Regions from separate parts of the Sus scrofa genome. Here region 2 is linked to region 1. A link is a contact called in public HiChIP or PLAC-seq data. All regions are on one chromosome and are shown on one strand. The core of a region is the stretch at or near the end of the contact, and the rest is flanking DNA. Distances in the headings are between cores, read along the strand shown.

What was found. HiChIP or PLAC-seq counts read pairs in DNA pulled down with a chosen protein or histone mark.
Region 2: an H3K27ac HiChIP or PLAC-seq map of alveolar macrophages shows a contact between it and region 1. The contact joins two enhancer-like sites. A contact is called at or near these places in 2 of 47 Hi-C or Micro-C datasets (embryonic fibroblasts and epiblast stem cells) and 1 of 2 datasets of contacts at active chromatin or transcription factors (alveolar macrophages).

What each region holds. Positions count from the first base shown.
Region 1 is chrX:46,072,754-46,079,354 of Sscrofa11.1, forward strand. All of the region lies in intron 1 of IQSEC2 (IQ motif and SEC7 domain-containing protein 2), which reads right to left. Among named protein-coding and RNA genes, the nearest start is that of IQSEC2, 19 kb to the right of the region's middle. Within about 2 kb of position 3,623, at least 2 of the 83 cell types and tissues checked have an H3K27ac peak or open chromatin away from gene starts, as enhancers often do. A contact at or near this core is called in alveolar macrophages, where this site is marked.
Region 2 is chrX:46,172,847-46,179,281 of Sscrofa11.1, forward strand. SMC1A (structural maintenance of chromosomes protein 1A) reads right to left here. Exons shown (of 23, transcript XM_005673650.3): 19 at 5,529-5,639. Among named protein-coding and RNA genes, the nearest start is that of SMC1A, 26 kb to the right of the region's middle. Within about 2 kb of position 3,530, at least 3 of the 83 cell types and tissues checked have an H3K27ac peak or open chromatin away from gene starts, as enhancers often do. A contact at or near this core is called in alveolar macrophages, where this site is marked.

The sequences.
Region 1 (6,601 bases), core at 2,373-4,872:
CTGCGGCATATGGAGGTTCCCAGGCCAGGGGTCGAATCGGAGCTGTAGCTGCAACCTACACCACAGCTCACAGCAACACCGGATCCTTAACCCACTGAGTGAGGCCAGGGATTGAACCCATGTCCTCATGGATGCCAGTTGGGTTTGCTAACCCCTGAGCCACAACGGGAACTCTGTTTTCAAGTCTTTTAACTACTTTTGGGGGGGGGGATTTGCCTCCTCATTTCTTTCTTTTTTTTTTTTTTTTTTTTTTTTTGCTTTTTAGGGTTGCCCCCATGGCATATGGAGGTTCCCAGGCTAGGGGTCTAATCAGAGCTATAGCTACCAGCCTATGCCACAGCTCACAGCAACGCCGGATCCTTAACCCACTGAACGAGGTCAGGGATAGAACATGCAACCTCATGGTTCCTAGTCGGACTCGTTTCCGATGTGCCATGACAGGAGCTCCTGCCTCCTCATTTCTAAAGAACATATGCAAAAAAAAAGATGGAGTTCCCTGGTGGCTCAGTGGGTTAAGGATCCCACTAAGTTGTCACTGCAGGGGCTCGAGTTGCTGCTGTGATACGGGTGCCATTCCTGGATTGGGAACTTCCACGTGCCTTTGGCACAGCCAAAAATAAAATAAAATAAAGAACACATATATACTTCTATTTCTTGATTTATTTTTTTAGTTTTGTATATCACGTACTGAATTCCTATGTGCAGGGAGAAGATGAGGCTCTTTTATACACACCACCACTTTCAGCCCCCAGTTCTTAGGCAGGTACACATGTCCTTTCTTCTCATTCTTACCACTGTAGTTATAGTATAAAGTTTTGGTTAAATCAATATTAGTGGCTTACATTATTATGACTGCATCAATACTAATGAATAAATCACATCATATGCTAGAAATACATTTCCTTTCCCATATAACTTTTTCTTTTCCCTGATATTGATAACTGGTTTTTTGTCTTGTTTTGCTTGATCAGTTTTCTTCATAGACCTGATCAATTCCCCCCAAACCCTGTGAGAAGTGCAACCCCTTCTAAAAGTTCTGACACATCAGGTAATCCATCAGATTTTTTTTTTTCCTTCCAGACATGGTCCTCGATGCAATCCAGAACGGTTGCCCTAAGATCTGCTCTCTTCTTCTTCACCTCTCTTCTGTGTTCATTTCCTGCTTCCTAGATTCACTGGCCTTTTTTTTTTTTTTTTTTTTTTTTTTTTATACTGAGTTTACACCGGCATTTTGCTGGAGCACACTCTCCAAGTGCTTTGGGAGAAAGACATAGGATGGAAAATCTTTAGCCCTCCAGTGTCTGAAACTGTCTTTATAAGGCCCTCACCCTTGATTGATAATTCAAGTGAGGATAGGCTTCTAGGTTGGAATTTATGGTCCCTGAGCGTTTTAAGAACACCACTCCATTGTCTCCTAGCTTCTAGTGTTGTTGAAAAATCCAATGCCCTTCTTTTTCTTGATCCTTTGTGTATGGTAGGTTTTTTTCTCTGGAAGCTTTTAGAATCTTCCCTTTATCCCTGGTATGCTGAAACTGCGCGGCAGTGAACTTTGGTGAGGGTCTCTTTATCATTTATTTTGCTGGTTACTCAGTGGGATTTTCATTCCTTCAGTTCTGGGACATGTTCTTGTGTCACGTCTTTAACCCTGTCCTTCCTGTCATTTCCTCCGTTCTCTATTTCTGGGACTCCTATTGTTGGATGGTAGAGCTCCTCAACTGATCCTCCCATGTTCTCATCTTTTCTGTTGTCCATCTCTTCACCTTGTTATCCCACGACCTTTTATTTTCTAATCCTGGTGATGAAATTTTTATGCTGGCTCTCACTAGCTTTAATTTCCCCAGGTTCCTTCTCCTCCCTTCATTACCTCTGTTCCTTCCAAGTTTTCGTTTATTTGCTTGCTTGCTTGCTTTTTGGGTCATTCTTGCAGGATGATGGCCTTCCCCAAATAGCCTTGTACTATCTGATCATCTCTGGCTACCTAGGCTTGTTCTTTTGTTTTTGTTTTTCTTTTCTTAATTTTTTATTACTCAAATGAATTTATCACATCTGTAGTTGTATAATGATCATAACAATCTTATTTCACAGGATTTCCATCCCACAGCCCAGGCACATCCCCCCACCCCCCAAACTGTCTCCTCCGGAGACCATAAGTTTTTCAATGTCTGTGAGTCAGCATCTGTTCTGCAAAGAAGTTCCGTCTGTCCTTTTTTTCAGATTCCACATGTCAGTGGAAGCATTGGATGTTGGTGCCTCATTGTATGGCTGACTTCACTTAGCATGATAGTTTCTAGGTCCATCCATGTTGCAAAAAATGCTGGTATTTCATTCTTTTTAATGGCTGAGTAATATTCCATCGTGTATATGTACCACATCTTGATCCACTCTTCTGTTGATGGACATTTAGGTTGTTTCCATGTCTTGGCTATTGTAAATAGTGCTGCAATGAACATCGGAGTACATGTGTCTTTGCGAGTTGTGGTTTTCTCTGGGTAGATGCCCAGGTTGCTTTTTTTTTTTTTTTTAAATGCCAGTTACATTGAAGTTTAATCTACATAAAATGAAATATATCTATCTTAAGAGTCCTTGGCTGGTGATCCCTGGTGATCAGGTCCCACGACACTAACAAGTTGAAGGGAAGCTCTGTGTATAGATGGAGCAGGCCAGGTGGTGGTCCTCACTACAGAGTTAATGGGCCTGTTCTTTTCTTGGAAGACTCCCAAATGTCAGCTTTCTGAAGGCCTTTTTCTGGGGGCTTTTCCATTTCCCCAGAGAAGGATCCTTTTCTCTCTCGTGTCCTCCTGACTGGTGTGCTAGAAGTAGGGAAGCTGGAGGAGGTTGAGGTTCCACTGCTTTAGTCCCCTCGCTTGCAGCCATTTCACTCCATCCTCCACCGTACCTGGTATCTCCAAGCCTGGAGCCTCTTAACTTCGATTTCTCCAAAGAATCAACCTCCATCTAGAGAAATAGAGCTGGTGGGGGCAGGGAGGGAGGGGTGTCCCAGACTGAATAGGGTTTCGTCGTGGAGGGGCCAAAAGGATCTGTTCACAGACTTTCAATATTCTCCTTCTTTTCGATTCTATGCCTCATTGTGCCTTCTGCGTTTCATAATACCTCTGATTCCTGAGCATTTCTGGGACTCTCTGGGTGGAAGGCGTTTACTTCTGGTCAGCATCCCAGACCTTGTGTTTCTACCTTTTTTATTCCCTTACTCATATTTCAGTGGGATTTGGGGAAGCAGCAGAGATAAATAAGTTTATTCAATTTGTTGTGTTTAACAGGAAGTTCCCCTTCTTATTCCAGCCAACTCTTATTCATCCTCTGTGACTCATTTAGGCAAGACCTCCTCCAGGAAGCTTATTGTAATGTCCCTAAGCTGGATGAAGAGCCCCTCCTCTGTTCTCCCACAGGATCCTTTTCTTGCCCCCATCACAGCCCTGATCAAACTGTCTTGAACGTGTCTGTTTCCATCCCTGACTCTCCCTGCAGACTGGAACCTCCTGGCAGTGTGGGGCTGCATCTTAGTCATGACTGTGTCCCCAGTTCCCAGGGTTTGGTCCACAGAGGTACAGAGTAAACAAGCGGTGATGGAATGAATGAATAAATGAATGACTACAAGTATGAATCAGACCCAGCCAGAGGGACCATCTAGAAAAGGAAATGAGTTGAATACAATTGTTCCTATACAAGGCTAGTTCCCTCAAAGCTGTAAGTTCCCTCAAAGCTGTGTGTGCAAAGATGCCCACTGCAGCATGATTTAAACCAGTGAAAAAAATGAGCGCAGTGTCTATGTCCTACGTTGAGAGGATGGTTAAGTACACTATGGTATATCAGTTGCCATGAAAAATGATGCTTCTGAAGAATATGCAATTACATGGGGAAATGCTCAAACAAACAAAGCGAGAAACAATTATATGTGCTGTATCATTTCAACTACATGAAAAGAATGCAGAAAATGAGGGAAATACATCAAATGTTCAGAGTAGCTGCCTCCGTGTGTCCTAATTATGGGTAATGTGTTTCTTCTCTACTTTTCCAAGTTTCTCTAAATTTTCAACTGGAAGAATGCATAAAGTGTATAATTTTTCCTAAGTTCCTAAGAAATGAGGATAAGTATCCTGAGGTATTTAGGAGCAAAATACTGTGATGGAGACCTAAGGGTCTGTCTACATTTGCAACAGCACATGCTGGGAAAGTCCAGGCTCATGGAACACCAGCCCTGCACCTGCCCCTACCCCAACTGCAAAGCAGGATCCAGCTTGGGAAGCCAAAGGAGGAGGGTCACTGAGCCCCGCTTATCACAGATTGCAATATCATAGACTGTACTGGGAAACATCAGCCCCTACGCTGGACACCATTCTTTTTTTTCATTTTTTATTTTTTACTCTTAGGGCTGCACCCGCGGTATATGGAAGTTCCCAGGCTAGGGGTCAAACCAGAGCTACAGCTGCTGGCCTACACCACAGCCACAGCAACACCAGATCAGAGCCGCATCTGTGACCTACACCACAGCTCACAGCAACACCAGATCAGAGCCGCATCTGTGACCTACACCACAGCTCACAGCAATGCCAGATCCTTAACTCACTGAGCGAGGCTGGGGATCAAAACTGCATCTTCATGAATATAAGCCAGGTTCGTTACCGCTGAGCCACAATGGCAATTCCTGGACACCACACTTTAGAGGCCCCCTCTGTGAGGTAATGAGTCTGTGGGGCCATGGGAACATGACCATCAGGATCTCTGGCCCTCTCCCTTCTAGATTGCACTCCAAGTACCTAGAATTCCCTGGCCACTCCTAGTTCTTTTTTTTTTTTTTTTTTTTTTTTTTTTTCCTTTTGGCTACACTCATGGCATGTGGAAGTTTCTGGGCTAGGGATTGAACTCGAGCCACAGCAGCAACCTAAGCTGCTACAGTGACAAGGTTGGATCCCTAACCTGTTGTGCCGCAAGAGAACTCCCCTGGCCGTGGTTCTTGAGCTTACTTGCAGGAATTGTGTGATCTTATTATCCAGGTCCATCCTAGCAGATGGATGGCCAATGGGAAGGGAAAATAGACAGGGCTTGAATGTGGGCTTGGGTGTCCATACGCATATCTCAAGGTTCCATATGAACTATAGGTGGAAAGAGAAGGGGGAAAGGCCAGTGGCCTCAACGGGGTACCTTGCATGGGCTGCAGAAATACAGAGGCAGGGAAAGCCATAGGTCCCTAGGTCTCAACATTGTTAGAAAGGCCTAGCCTTGAGTGTTGGACAGATTTGGGTTCAAATCCATTTATTTGCTGTGCAACCATGGATGAGTCCATTCCCTCGCTGAAGCTCAGCTTCCCCAAACATAACGTAGGTATAATTCCAACCTCAGAGAGTTGTTGTGAGCCTTGCTGAGGGCCCAGTGGCTTAGTGGTTATGAGCACAGGCTTTGGGTCAGACCATGCCAGCTCTGCCCCTCCTAATTATGTGATTTATATCTCTGAGGCACAGTTTGCTCACCAATATGAACAAGATAATAATAGCACTAAACTGATAAAGTTGTTGGAAGGATTATGACCATAATGAATACACAATAACATCAGAAAATATCTAAGTAAGAAAAGGTTACTTGATAAAAGCGCCATGCGAATTTTGGCTGTGGTAGGGCTGACCGAGCCTTCTGCACATCCTCTTGCCCAGCTTTATTTTTCTCCATAGCACTTACCACTATTTGACACATTTTGTATCTTCTTGTTTATTTCTGTTCCTGCCCCCTACATTCATACACTAGAATGTCAGCTCTGCAGGGCAGATGTTTTGTCTGTTTTGTTCCCTGTTTCCAAGTGCCTGGAACAGTGAGAGAGTGAAGATGTTCCTCAATAGTCAAGTATATAGTTGCTACATAACCGGGAGTAGAAAGGTATTCTTGGCCAAGAGAACAGCCAGAATACAGGCATGGAACCATAAAGAAGTCCACTCTGCCGAAGGTATCGCAGACAGTTCAGTACAGCTTGAATGCAGGGTCAGGAAGGGAATAAAGTGGTTAGAAAGATGCCTCCCAAGTTCAACTGCCACCTCAGTCATGATGATGTGAAGGCGAAAGATAAAATCATTTGAAAGATAATTCAGATGGAGAGGAAGCCTCCTTCCTCAGGGGCCCATGGAGCCAAGAATCCGACCTAGAAATGACAAACAGCAGGTCCAGAAGTCATGTGGATGAGGTAAGGGTGACAGCCAAGAAAATCTTACCGATGAGTGTTAAAGAGAAGAACAACTAAATCAACCACAGGACAAATCAGAAACCTTGTTGGATAATGTAACCATTTTCAGCCATGGATCCACACAGCATTGAATGGATCTGGAGCTACATGATCCCCAGGCCAAGATGGTGGTGGGGAAACAAAATGAAGGCCATGGTGGTTGCAGTTGCCAGTTATCTTTTTGCTGATGATTAGTCGTCCTATAGCCCTTCATTACCACTACTCATGGAAAAGTCCTGGGAGGACAATGATGATGATGATGATGATGATGATGATGATGATGATGATGAAGATGATAAAGACTGCTGCATACTTCCAAGGAAACATTTGCCCACTGCTTTTAAAGTGTCTTTTTCAGAAAATAAAGAGGCAGGT
Region 2 (6,435 bases), core at 2,280-4,779, 100 kb after region 1:
CACTTACAAAAACTATAGGGAACAGCAGAACTTATTTTTTTGCTTTGTTCTGGGGGAACATTTAAAAAAAAACACAGGATACAATCAACAAAACACAGAATGTAGAAAATCCTTCAAGAGAAATGAGTGAATTTCTTCAACAACAATAAATATTGCAAGGAAAAATGAAACAGGGGGAACTTTTGGATTGAGACTTAAGAGACAGTATCAACTAATCACTATATCAATCATCTCTCATCTTATTTGACTCTCAATTCAAGCAAGCAAACTGAGTGTATGTATAACAATCGGGGAAATATAAACACTAATCATAATATTAAGGACTTAATAACATATAACTTCAATGTTATTCTTTTTTGGCATGATAATAGCTCTAAATTTTTTATTTTTTTTTTTTTGTCTTTTCTAGGGCCGCTCCTGCGGCATATGGAGGTTCCCAGGCTAGGGGTCCAGTCAGAGCTGTAGCTGCTGGCCTACGCCAGAGCCACAGCAACACGGGATCCGCGTTCATGGCAACGCCGGATCCTTAACCCACTGAGCAAGGCCAGGGATCAAACCCGCAACCTCATGGTTCCTAGTCGGATTTGTTAACCACTGAGCCACGACAGGAACTCCTAGCTCTAAATATTTTAAAGAATTTTATCTTATACAGACATATTCTGAAGTATTTACAAATGAAATGACATGATGCCTAGAAGTTATTTTAAATAACCTGGGGGTGGGGAGGAGAGGGGAGGATGGTGTGTGTGTGGGGGCACACACTGAAACAGTTTTGGTCATGAGCTGATAACTGCTGAAACTGGCCACGTAAGAGAGCACTGTACTATTTTACTTTTGCATATGAAGTTTTCCATAAAAAAAATCTAATGGCATTCCTGTTGTGGCTCAGCAGTAACAAACAACTAATATTCATGAAGACGCAGGTTTAACCCCTGGCTCCACTCAGAGAGTTAAGGAGCCGGCGTTGCTATGAGCTGTGGTTTAGATGCGGCTCGAATCTGGCGTTGCTGTGGCTGTAGCTCTGATTCAACCCCTAGCCTAGGAACTTCCATATGCCCTGGAAGTGGCCCTAAAGAGACCAAAAAAAAAAAAAAAAAAAAAAAAATCTAAAAATAAGAACAACAAAAATCAACTTGAAGAGGCTCCCACTGGCCAAGAATGGGACAATTTCAATATCAAAAAGAAAAATGATTCCAAACAGACTTAAACAAACCAAAATACATTTCAACACTAACGTTTATAATAAATACATATTAAAAACCACACTGGTCACCTTTAAAAGTTACAAAGGCAACCAACTCATTCTGAAAGCTGGTAAATAAAGGCAAAGAATTAAGTATTTATCCTACTTTTTCTATATTAACTGCATTTCAAGGGAACTAAACAGTTGATGTGAGTTCTTTTTGGGAATCCATTAATAAATGCAGGAGGAATGAAGGAATCAGAAAATTAGGGAACCCTCCTGCACTGCTGGTGGGAATGTAAACTGGTACAGCCACTATGGAGAACAGTTTGGAGATACCTTAGAAATCTATACATAGAACTTCCATATGACCCCGCAATCCCACTCTTGGGCATCTATCCGGACAAAGCTCTACTTAAAAGAGACACATGCACCCGCATGTTCATTGCAGCACTATTCACAATAGCCAGGACATGGAAACAATCCAAATGTCCATCGACAGATGATTGGATTCGGAAGATGTGGTATATATACACAATGGAATACTACTCAGCCATAAAAAAGGATGACATAATGCCATTTATAGCAACATGGATGGAACTAGAGAATCTCATACTGAGTGAAATGAGCCAGAAAGACAAAGACAAATACCATATGATATCACTTATAACTGGAATCTAATATCCAGCACAAATGAACATCTCCTCAGAAAAGAAAATCATGGACTTGGAGAAGAGACTTGTGGCTGCCTGATGGGAGGGGGAGGGAGTGGGAGGGATCGGGAGCTTGGGCTTATCAGACACAACCTAGAAGAGATTTACAAGGAGATCCCGCTGAATAGCATTGAGAACTATGTCTAGATATTCATGTTGCAACAGAAGAAAGCGTGGGGGAAAAACTGTAATTGCAATGTATACATGTAAGGATAACCTGACCCCCTTGCTGTACAGTGGGAAAATAAAAAAAAAAAAAAAAAAGAAAATTAGGATTTGGCAACCCTTGATGCATCCAGGCAATGATTGTTTGTTAATAGCTGGTAAAGCCAGCTGTGAAAGGCTGATAGGGGCTTGATGGGGCTAAAAACACCTGAACCTGGTGATCATGATAGTTTTTCCTTTTTTAACATTATAGTATATACAATTTTAAACATACACAAAAACGCAAATAATATAATGAACCCCATGTTCTTATTATCAGCTTCAAAAATGGCCAATGTTCTGCCATCTATACCCAATTCTTTTCTATACTCAATTATTTTAAAGCAAACCTGAGACATTTCATCCATAAATATTTCAGCATGTATCATTCTCTAAAACAGGGTTTCTGGAGTTCCCGTCGTGGCTCAGCAGAAACAAATCTTGACTAGCATCCATGAGGACGCAGGTTCAATCCCTGGCTGTGAGCTGTGGTGTTAGGTCGCAGATGCCACTCAGATCTGGCATTGCTGTGGTTGTGTCATAGGCCAGCAGCTACAGCTCCAATTCATCCCCTAGCCTGGGAACCTCCGTATGCCGCAGGTGCAGCCCTAAAAAGACAAAAATAAATAAACAAATAAATAATAAGACAGGGTGTCTGAATCTCAGCACTAATGACTTTTTGGGCCAGATGATTTGTTGTGGGGGCTGTCCTTTGTGCACTGTAGGATGTTTAGCAATATCCTTGCTGTCTACCACTAGATACTGTTAGTAACATCTGCCCTAGTTGTGACAAGTGGGTGCGACAAGACATTACCAAATGTCCCCTGGGGAGGCAAAATCCACCCCACCCATTGAGAGTGACTATTGCAAAAGATATGGATATTTAAAAATTAAAACCACAATGAGGGGGAGGAGTTCCCTGGTGGGCTAGTGGTTAGGATCCCATGATTTCACCATTGCCAGCCAGGGTTCAAACCCTGGTTTGGGAACTGAAATCCCACCTCAAGCTGATACACATTGCAGCCAAAAAATAAATGAAACCACAATACCATTATCACCTTAAAAATATTAAAAGTAATTACTAAACATCATAAACTATTCTGGTCAGTGTGCAAATCATCCTGATGGTGTTATTAAAAAATTTTTTTTATAGGTTTTCAAAGCAGGTTCCAAATAAGGTGCCTATGTTGCAATTCGCTGATATGTCTCAAATCTTTTTTTTTTTTTTTGTCTTTTGTCTTTTTAGGGCCACACCCACGGAATTGGAGGTTCCCAGGCTAGGGGTTGAATCAGAGCTGTAGCTGCCAGCCTACACCACAGCTCACAGCAACGCCAGATTCTTAACCCACTGAGCAGGGCCAGAGATAGCACATTCTCATGGATACTAGTCAGGTTCGTTAACCACTGAGCCACAACGGGAACTCCTCTTAAATCTCATGTAATCTATAAATTCCCCTTCCTCTCTTTCCTTTGCAATGGATTCAAGGGAGGGCCACACATTCTAATTGGTTGATTTGACTCATAGTCTACAGAAGTTCTCCCTTTCTGTTTATTTCTTTCTTCCCGTTTACTTATGGAAGAGACCACATCTTTAGTCCTTTAGAGTTTCCCACAGCCTGGAATTAACTAACTGCATCACTGTGCTTTTATTTAATATGTTTCTCTGGCACCACTGTTTCATATATAAAAGCTTAATCAGATCCTTGTTTGAGCTTTTGGCAAGAGTATTTCATAGGTAATGTTGAGCATTCATCAATCCTATCATTACAAAGATAGAGAGAATTGATACTCAGTGTCTATTGATGGGATGCAAAAGGAAGTTCACAGGTACACAGCACCACCTATGATAAATTCTTGCCAAAAATAAAAAATGAATCCCAATCCAATCAAACCCTAGATTTAACTGCCAGTTTATGGGAAACACAGGGATAGAAGAACATGTTAAATAACATCATAAGATATAATCAGTCAAATTCAGAATAGAGAAAATTGTACAGGACCAATGACCCAGTTTCTTCCATAAATAGGAAGAAAAAAATAAAAAGGGATAAGAAAATGTTAGACCACAAGAGACCAATTTTAACACATGGACCTCACCTGAATCTTGATTTAAACACACAAATAATATTTTTTAAAAAGATATTTATGGGACATTCATGGAAATCTAAATATTTATTAAATATTAGATATTACAGAGTTACTGCTAATTTTTTGTATAATATTATAGTTACAATTTTTTTTGTCTTTTTAGGGCCACGCCCGAGACATTTGGAGGTTCCCAGGCTAGGGGTCCAAACAGAGCTGGAGATGGCGGCCGACACCACAGCCACAGCCACAGCCACACCAGATCTGAGCCATGTCTGCAACCTACATCACAGCTCATGGCAATGCCGGATCCTTAACCCACTGAGTGAGGCCAGGGATCGAACCTGAGTCCTCATGGATACTAGTCAGATTCATTTCCGCTGAGCCACAATGGGAACTCCTGTAGTTACAATTGTTAAAAAGAGTCCTCCTAGAGATATATGTTGAGGTAATTATGAATGGAATATCTGGAATTTGATTTAAAATATGCCAACCAGGAGGGGGAAGGGTATTTTCAGGATTGCCATATGTCTGTCAATCATATGTCATATGTCAATTGTTGAAGGGAAGTGATGGGTACCTAGGGTTCATTATATCATTCTCTCTACTTCTCTATATGTTTGAAAATTTCCATAATAAAAAGTTTGAAAAAATCAAGTTCCCATGACTATAATGTTGGGTTGGAAAGCATCCGAAACTATTTAGGAGGCTCCTGCAATAGTCCATGTGAGAGGTGAAAGCAGCCTGCACTAGAGACACAGTGGAAACAGAATAAAGTCAGATTCAATAGATATTTAGGAGGTCAAGTCAACGGGGCTTAGTAATTCAGTGAATATGCACAGTGGGAGAGGGAGTCAAGGACCAGGCTCAGATTTCTGGTTTGAACCTGTGGCTGGCACTGAGGAGAGGAGGCAGATTTGGGGAGGAAGGCTGGGGTCTGAGATGTGTGCCAGACTAGCGTAGAGATGGCAGCTGAAGACAGGGGAATGGAGGAGACACTCAGGATGAGAGAATGCCACGTGAGAAGGAAAGCATGCCACCCGGGACAGAGCCCTAAGGAACACTCGAGGTCTAGCTGTTCACTGTACAGGAGCCCTTTCTCCGTGTATCTGGGCTGAGAGCGTATACAAGTGGAAGGGGAAGGCCGGCAGCAGGCAGGGACAGGGACAACTGGGGGTGGGGGTGAAAGACGTGCCTGTGCCTGTGTGTGCACATGGGGGGAGACCCTGGAGCACAATTCCACCCACCCTCCCTTGCCAGTTCGCCCCTCTTTCCAGCCATGGTCTAACTCCACAGGACCCCTAGATGGGCTGACCCTTGATGGACAGCTGGGAAGATCTTACCTTCAGATCCTCACACAGGTCACCATAGTCAATCTCGATGAGGGCCTCTCGTGCGTAGATATTGGAGGTTCGTTGGGAGCCACTCACTGAATCCTCCCCCTGGGAGCTACCCTGCAATGGCGAGAGGGAGAGTCGAATGGAGCCGACTGGCCATGAGAGTGCTCCAATAGAGGGGGCTGGGGGCTCTTCCGCATCCTTCTATGTCTTTGAGAAGCACCTTATTAGAAAGCACTTGTGGCAGAAGGAAGAGCAGCTTTGAAGGCACAAAGACCCAAGTTCAAAACTGGGCTCTACCGCTGACTAACGGTGTGACCATGGGCAAGCCACACCATCGGGTCTCGACACCAGAAGCGTCGTTTAGACACACGAACCCTCATCTGTACTATGGGCTAATGCCTGCCTGGCAGGGCTGTGCTTAGCATTAGGAGCACTTATAGCACATGCTACCATGACGCCTGGCACACTGCCAGTGTTTGAAAGATTTTACTGAATTAAACAGAAATGCTATTTGGAAAGAAAGGAGGGAGAAAGATGTGGGACTGAGATACATGTTCAAGTTAAGGACAAGATGTCCGCAAACCTCCTCTCAGTTAACATTCCCACCTCCTTGCTACCAAGCTTCACTTCCAGTGGATAAAATGCCTTGGCTCTTCTATTGGCTGGTGTTGCTACCTTTCCCCTAACTAAGTTTGGTCACCTCTGCATTGCTGATGTCCCTTACCCAACCCTCTCCTGGCCAACTTCACTCACTACAGCTAAACCACCAGCCCTCAGGGCCCTCAGCTTCCGTCTTCCTTTCCTCTTGGCTAATGTCCCTCAATTCCCACTCCTACCAATAGCCATCACCTGCTGGAATTAACTTAGCTCAAGTCCCTAAGGCTAATGATTTCCTCGTCTCTGGGCTTAC